Linked DNA regions of Canis lupus: region 1 is linked to region 2. Evidence: chromatin contacts called from public Hi-C data. All regions are on one chromosome and are shown on one strand. Each heading gives the region's core, a stretch centred on a gene start, on an enhancer-like site or on the middle of the called end of the contact. The rest is flanking DNA. Distances are from core to core; before and after follow the strand shown.

Region 1 (3,852 bases), core at 132-2,631, 220 kb before region 2:
AAAATAAAATAAAATAAAAGTTTTGGCAAGGTTTTGAGGAAATTAGAGCCCTCTACATTGCTGGTTGGAGTGTAAAATTGTGCAACCACTGCAGAAAAGTTTTGCAAGTTCCTCAAAACATTAAACACAGAATTACCCTATGACCCAGCAATTCCACTGCTAGGTATACACTCAAAAAATCTGCAAATAGCTCTCAGATGGATTCTTAAATATGAATGTTCATAGCAGCATATTCACAAAAGACAAAAGGTGGACCTCACCCCAGTGCCCATCAGTAGGACGGAGTCTCTGTACAGGACATGAGTCCCGTAGTTCCCAAGTCAGGACAGATGCCTCTCTGGGCCTACTCCACACAGTTAGGAGGCTTTTAAAATGTTTGTTTCAACCTTTTTCACTGACCCCAGGAGCTCGTTCAAGCTCCAGCACTGCTGGGCGGGAGCTCGGTGCTGATGGGAACGACCCCAGGCCAAGCTGATGTCCTGACAGCACCTCACATGAGGAGGCAATCCCACGGGCACGCGTGGGCCCTGTCTGTGAAGAGTCAGTGACATCAGGGCCCCTGACAGAGGCCAGTTGTAATTGGTGGCAGGTTAACGATGGGGCCTCTCCTCCAAAGGGAATAACTGATAATGATCCAGCTGGAATTATTGAGGCTCTGGTTTCAGAGGCACATCCTGAGGCAGGCAGGGGCGACCTGTTCTATTTGTCCGTAACATCAGTTTCAGCACCTGACAAGTGTAGGTGGCATTTGGAGGTGTTTTGTGCGGGGAGTGCAGGTGCTGGGCTCCTCTGCTTCCCATCATCCACATTATGGAGCCAGATCACAGGATCAGCCTTCTGGCAGCTGGCAGGAGGGAAAAGCTGGAGTAATTCTGGAAAAAAAAAAAAGAAAAGAAAAAAGAAAAAAAAACAAACAAACACAAGTATCATTAATATTTTTTTGTTCTCCTCCACGCTTTCCTAGGTGTCGGGTCTGTTTGCCAGTTCCTTGTTGTCAGTACATTTTTACGGAGCCACCAAAACTTTAGTAAGTTTCCAAATTTGTCTTTTTTTAATTTTTATTTAGATTTCTTGGCTGGAAGGGCTGCATATAAGAAGAACAAAAGTGTTTTTATGGAAAACACATTTTTATGTAACTTAATTAGGAAAAAAGCATCATATTTAATAATTGTTTAGCACAACATTTTGAACGCTAAAAAAGATTTTAAAGTGGGTTTCTCAGACTCTCAGATTTTCTTATTTCTTGGCCACTGGGTCCCATATCTCTTTGAGTCCTTAGAAAAGCCCAGAAGGGGCTGGAAGGCCATTGCAGGGGTCAGTAACGGTGAACCAAAAGCATGCTGCAGGAGAAGGGACAGACAGTCTAAGCAAGCACATGGCACAAAGGGGAAGTCCCTTTTGGGGAACTGTCATGCTGAGTCCCCTGTCTGGTCACCAGAGATGTGCAGTCTGGGTTGGGGTTATATGTCTTTTTTTTTTTATCACTCACTAAAGACCATGTCATTGTTTATGGAAACACACAATGATCCAAGCTGCTTGTGGGTGATACGGAGCAGGTCCACGCTGCTATCAGGTGCCACATGTTCAGGAAACCTAAATAGGAAACAAATGTGGTCTCGGGGGGCCCACATTGCTGGGGAGGCTGGACAGCCATCCGTGCCGCCCTGCAGGGTACCCTCTACCGCACTCACTGGCAGACACAATGTCATCTGGGTGGGGCCATCGGTGAACTAGGCCTGTGCATGTCCCAGACCCCACTGCACCCGTGGGGACCTCAGCAACTTGGGTGAGGCACCAGGGAGGCGCCAGGGATGCCTGAGACCTTGTCCATCCAGGCTGCATCTTTTCTGCTGCTAGAAGCACCACTTTTTACTACTTCCTGGTAGAATATTCCTGAGCTGTCTTGGCAATTTGAGACTTCTGTTCACACTTGCATCATAATAGGGGTTGGGGCCTTATTTTATAGACTATTTTATAGTCGGGGATCCTGTACTCAGTATTTACTAAAGACCAATAACTGTCTTTCAAAGGGTGTATACTTTCTAGTGGATTCCAGGAGCCGATGGGTCTGAAGGGCCAATGGGTGCCTCCGGCCTGTGGTGGTTTTTACCGTAGGCTCTCACCGGCCAAGTGGGAAGCTGCCAAGACCTGAAACTCCAGTAGTAAAGTGGGGTCCAGAGAGTGGGCAGCCTGGGTGGACCCTGGGAGGGTCCAGAGCATTCTGTCGATTGTGGCCCCCATCTTGTTTAAAAGGTCCAGGGTTCAGAGTTGATTGGGGCCCCCATCTGGTTTGAAATTTGGTTCAGGGTTTATACGTATGACAGGCATTCTCTACTCTTAATATCCGGGGTTGTATTATACCTGTTTCCTTCCTTATTGGGTTTTTTGTTTGTTTTGTTGTGAATTGAAGTGTTTATTTTTAAAAAGTCATAGCTTTATTGAAGTACAATTTCTATATTTAAAAAACTGCACAGTGTTAAGGTATACAATTTGATGCCCTTGGGTGTATAATATACACCTACGAAACTATTACCACAGTCAAGGTGAGAAACACATTCATCACCTCCAAAAGTTTCCTTCTGCTTCCCTTGCCATTTATTGTTTAACTTTGGGGCAAGAACATTTAACCTGAAATCTGCTCTCTTAACAAATTTGTTGGCCTACAGAATGGTCCTGTTAACCACAGGCTCCTTATCGTATCATACAGCAGATCTCTAGAACTTGGTTACCTTGCACAACTGAAACTTTTTTGAATATATAGTTTTCCCCTCCATCGTTATGCTGTTTGGTTCCGATTTGTTGCTTCCCAAATGTAGGGTGGCTGAATCATTTCCACTCCACTATTTTAAAGAAACCTATACAATCTCATGGATTTAAAATCATAGAAATAAATAGAAGAAATGGTTTTTGATGAATTTATCATTTTTATTCATCTTTCTCTAACATTATTTGAGTAAAGAAAGATGCAAATAAAATTATTTTTGAAAAAAAAATGCTTACATTACTCTTCATGGACACTTAAGAATTTCAGTGTTTCGAGTACCATACTCATGGTTAAGATTTATCAGGTAATTATGTGTAGCTCTGTATTGTTTGTTTAATACAATGCTCGAGTTACTAGGATAATTATTAACTTTCAAGTATTTTTCATGTGGATTGTTTTCCAAAAAGAAACGTCAGTTGTACTAGCGATCACTTATGTTAAGTGAGTGAGAGTAGCACCAGCGTGTATTAGATGCAAGATTACCAAGGGGGGTCACTTCAAATTCTCTATTTTATGTGTTACTGACAGCAGCCCTAGGATGCTGTTACTCTTGTCTACAGAGAGGACATTGAGGCCCAAAGATCTTAAGTCTCATGGCCAATTTCACATGAATACTAGAAGAAGCCATCATCCCTGCTCTGGGATATCGTTAAGGACCTTCCAACTAGTTTCCCCACTCCCCACTGGGCGGTTCTCAACCTAGCATCGAGGTTGCTGCTGTTAAAACAAATCAAAACCACACTAAGGTATCACCTCGCACCTGTTAGAATGGCTGGTATCAAAAAGTCAAGGTAGCAAGGGCTGGCAGAGATGTGCAGAAAACCGGAACCCTTGCACGCTGTTGGTGGGATGTAAACTGGTGCAGCCATAACGGAAGACAGCGAGGGGGATCCTCAAAACATAAAAACTAGAATGACCATGTGATCCATCAATCCCACTCCTGGGTATGTACCCAAAGGAAATAAAGGCACTCTCTAAGGAGAGGTCTGCACCGCCTTGTTCACTGAATATATGAGCTATACATTGAATATGTGAAGAATATTACTAATCAGCCTTAAAAAAGAAGCAATACTTGCCATGTGACAACA
Region 2 (4,102 bases), core at 529-3,028:
ACCCCACACCCTAACCACTCAGCAGGGGGAAAACACTGGCTTCCAGCAGGGAGATCCAGAGATCTTGTTTCTCTTCCTTGGATTGTGATTTTTATTAGTGTTTCTTTAACTGACGGTAGCTCTCCTCCCAGACTGTAAGTCAGTGCCCATAAATCTTCTAACATCTTCAGAAAGGTCCCAGACACCTGTTGGATGTGGAGACCCACTGCTTGCCACCCTCCTTCCCAGGGCAGGTGGTTTCTGGCAGGTACAGGGCACCCAGCAGGGGTGTAACAGGGAAGGGAAGAGACCGGAAGGCAGCAGGTGAAGGGCATGACCAGGTTGGCATCATGTAGGTCCCTGGAGCTCCGCCCGACCCACATATGGAGCCCCCACCTCAGCCCGGCCGGGGACACGGGCATTTGTTCACCAACTGGCAGCGGGTCAGCTGGGAGGCACTGCCAGGCTGTGAATTTAGTACCAGACCACATGGATGTGGACAGAGGCCTTCTGAGGCTCAGGAGGGGATGCTGGGCAAAGAGGAAATGCAGGTAGAATTGGGACGAAGCTCACAGGCCAGACTCTGTGTTGGTGAGTCACCAAAAGCTTCTGCATGATCCCCGGGTCGTGGGATCGAGTCCTGCATCGGGCTCCTTGCGGGGGGTCTGTTCTCCCTCTGCCTATGTCTCTGCCTCTCCCTCTGTGTCTCTCATTAATAAATAAATAAAATCTTAAAAAAAAAAAAGGTTTTACACAACAGCCTATGATGTGCATAAATTCTTTAAATTGGATTTCGAGACATTAGCCATATCTAATGCTTGGCAATAGGGTGCCAGTGTGCTCTGTCATCCGACTACCGTCCACTCCAGTGAAGGCGACACTGCTTCAATCACAGGCATGTTAATAAGATCTATAAATAGCAGTGAGGGAAAGCACAAAACCTTCATCACTTCTTTTCATGCATGAAATAGAACAAGAGGTCTCTCTCTTTTTTTTTAAGTATTTTTCTAAGGCCTTCCAAGGAACGATGTTCAAACTGTGTCTCCTAATAAGACAAGATCTCATCCGAGTCTGCTAGCTGAGCCCTCTTGCAAATCCTCTCCAGATTCAGCCTTTTTCAGTGGAGACTGGTTTTTGCTGGAAGCGGCTAGATTTTGGCAGTTCCACCCAGGGAAGGCAGAGTGCAGGTATGAGCCTGCCCTGCCCTCTGCTGGACGCTCGGGCCAAGGTCAGGCAGGGAAAGTCATTGTCCCTGTTGATGAAAATCATTCAGGAACTTTGGGTGGAGAGTAGAGGGAGGCTGTTACAGTTGCACAGTCTCTCACCTTGAGAGGCAAACAGAGGAGCTCAGCGGTGCATTTGGAGCTGGAGGGACCATAAGACTTTCAAGGACAGCTCGGTTTCAGCTGGGCCTGTCCTAGTGGTGCCATCTTGGGCATGTTGGTCGACTGCTCTAAGCTTCAGCCTCCTAATCTTAGAAATGGGATAATCCATAAGAACATCCCAGGATTACAGAGGAAAATGTGTGCAAAGTGGTTTATTAGAGTGTTTAATAAGCGTTGGTTATCATTACTCCAACCTCCTTAAAAAGGCAGAAACTTGGAGCACTTGGCCAAGGGTCCCAAGATCATCTATCTGCTTAGGGACAGAGAAGGGGAAAGTCCAGGCCAGAACCTTCCACCCTCCCCCAATCTCCCGTCTTGGGCTCCAGTGAGCTCCCTGGGCTCTCTATTGCTGCCTCCACAGACACTTGGCCTTGACCGTCTGCCTGAGCAGCCGTGTCGCCCCAGCAAGGAGATGTTACCTCTCCTGGGCAGGGCAGTGGGCCAGTGGGTGCCACAGGCTCTGTTCTACAGCGACCCATGTGAAGCTAGCCCAATTCTTAGGGTGGGGAGACATTCCCATGCACCCTGCACAGTTGGTTTGGAGCAGAGGGGTCCAAGAGCAGGGACTATCAGCTGATGGAACTTACTGAACCATACAAATGTTCACTCGTTTACTTTATATTCATTTATTCACAATATTTATTAACAGCACTTGCCAAGCAAATCTTCTTGGCGCTCATGTTGATGGGGCTCCAGATGGCTTCTGCTACGCCCTCGCACACCTGCTGGGTGGACTGGTTCCCCTTTCATGTGGTTTGTCACAGCCTCAGGACTGTCTGAAACCCCCCAAGGCCTGACCAGAAGATCTGTAAAGTGAACGGTCCCTCTGTAAACAAGTGAAGCAGCTGAGAGTTCGTGTTGACTTAAACCATATGCCACCCAAGCCACATACGTGCTAGCATGGACCATCCAGGCAGGGTTGTGCTTTCAATAGATCCCATAGGCACAGTGAGCCCAGCGCCTCAAGCCCCCCCCCCCCCCCCGGCACCTGGGCATTGCACAAGGATGGATCTAAATCATCACTACTCGTGGTTTGGTTTGGAATTCCAGAAATAATCCCAGGTGGGCCACCTTCAGCCAAGTTTAATTTTTCTTGTCTCCAACTTCTCATCAGGCCATGAGAATGATAATTTTTACCTTGCAAAATAGTGGTAAGAAATAGAGACCATGAGTGTCAAGCCCCTGGTTGCCCACCTAGAATGGGCACTAAATAAGTGGTAGCCACCTGCTATCATTTCTCACCCACACAAAATAGACACATGGAGTGTGTAGCATAAGCTCATACACATATACACTGGTGCAGATAAAAACATCCATGAGAATTTCTAATTTTTTTTTAATAAAAGTTTTACTGACACTGGAGAAGAGGAGAGAATATGCACTCTTGAGATTTTAAAGGGTAAATATGTTTACTTAACCAAATGAAAAATTGAAAAGACACTGCTGTTGGGGCATGAAGACAGTGGCTTTCTCATCTCTTGAGGCAAGGGAAATATATTTTATGGAAAGGTGTAGGGATAACCACTATGTAAAAATGAGATTTAAACTTGTTTTAAGGAATAAAATCAATGTTTCCCCTCATTTGTCTTCTTTGGTATCCTGAGGAAATAAAAGAGAGATCTCATCTATGGGGATATATTTTAGGTTGGCTGACTTACATTGTTTGCAGCGTAGGACCTTATAAGCGCGCTGTAGAAATCCATTGCTCCTGACACACTTAGAAGTCATTGCCTCACCACCCCCAAAAGAAGGTGTTGTGCAGAAGCACCTGCTACTTTCGGATGGACAAGTGAAGGCAGAAGGGAGTTATGATGACTGCAACCTCATGCATGAGGTCACAGGGGCAGCCAGCCTATGATTTCAGGGGCCAGACTGTATGGTTCTAGCACTTCTCAGCTGTCTGACCTTGGGCAAGTTCCCCCATCAACCTCAGATGATGGTGCCTCAGTTTCCTCTACTGTAAAATGGAGATGATAACACCCCAACCTTATTTCAAGATTAAATCAGTTAAGACCTAGCACATCATTGCCATGGTTTTTGAAATAATGCTCTTGATTTTACTGATATTTTAAAGCCCCTTCAACTCAAAGTAGATGCCAATGCCTCGTGGAGAAGTTATTCTTGACAATACAATAACTCTCTCAATCAAGAACACAGAAAACATGTAGCTGACATCATGCTTAATGCTGACATAAGGAATGCTTTCCCCTAACTCTGGGAAGGAGATAAGAATGTTCATACTCACCAATTCTACACACTGTTGTATTAGAGGTTGTAAGTATTGCAATGAGAAAGAAAAAAAGGGAATAAAACATATTTCTAAAAAGCATAAAGATAGGAAAGGAAAAAATATAACTGCCTCTGCTTGCATGTGATGTAATTGTTTACGCCAAAAATCTTAAGGAATCTACAAAGCAATTACCATAACACACAGGTGAATTTACTAAGGTTTCAGGACACAGAGTAAATGTACAACTTGCAATTGTATACCTATATACCATTAACAAAAATTGGGCAATAAAACTCACAAGAACCTATATATTTTTATACTACTACTAAATGTTTTGAAATACATAAAGCTGTTCAGGACCCATTCACTGAAAACTATAAAACACTGCTGAAATTAAAGAGGCCTCAACTAATAGAGAGATATATACTATGTTCATGAATTGGGAGATTCAATATTGTTAAATTGTCATTTCTTCCCACATTGATCCATAGAGTCAATTCATTACCAA

Evidence for each region. Hi-C and Micro-C count contacts between places; a contact is called where the count stands out from the background.
Region 1: a contact with region 2 is called in a Hi-C map of blood, with 1.9 times the contacts expected there. The contact joins two enhancer-like sites.

Annotation. Positions count from the first base shown.
Region 1 is chr1:96,939,355-96,943,206 of UU_Cfam_GSD_1.0, reverse strand. No RefSeq gene overlaps it. Among named protein-coding and RNA genes, the nearest start is that of DIRAS2, 170 kb to the right of the region's middle. Within about 2 kb of position 1,381, at least 3 of the 20 cell types and tissues checked have an H3K27ac peak or open chromatin away from gene starts, as enhancers often do. A contact at or near this core is called in blood, where this site is marked.
Region 2 is chr1:96,715,362-96,719,463 of UU_Cfam_GSD_1.0, reverse strand. No RefSeq gene overlaps it. Among named protein-coding and RNA genes, the nearest start is that of SYK, 19 kb to the right of the region's middle. Within about 2 kb of position 1,778, at least 3 of the 20 cell types and tissues checked have an H3K27ac peak or open chromatin away from gene starts, as enhancers often do. A contact at or near this core is called in blood, where this site is marked.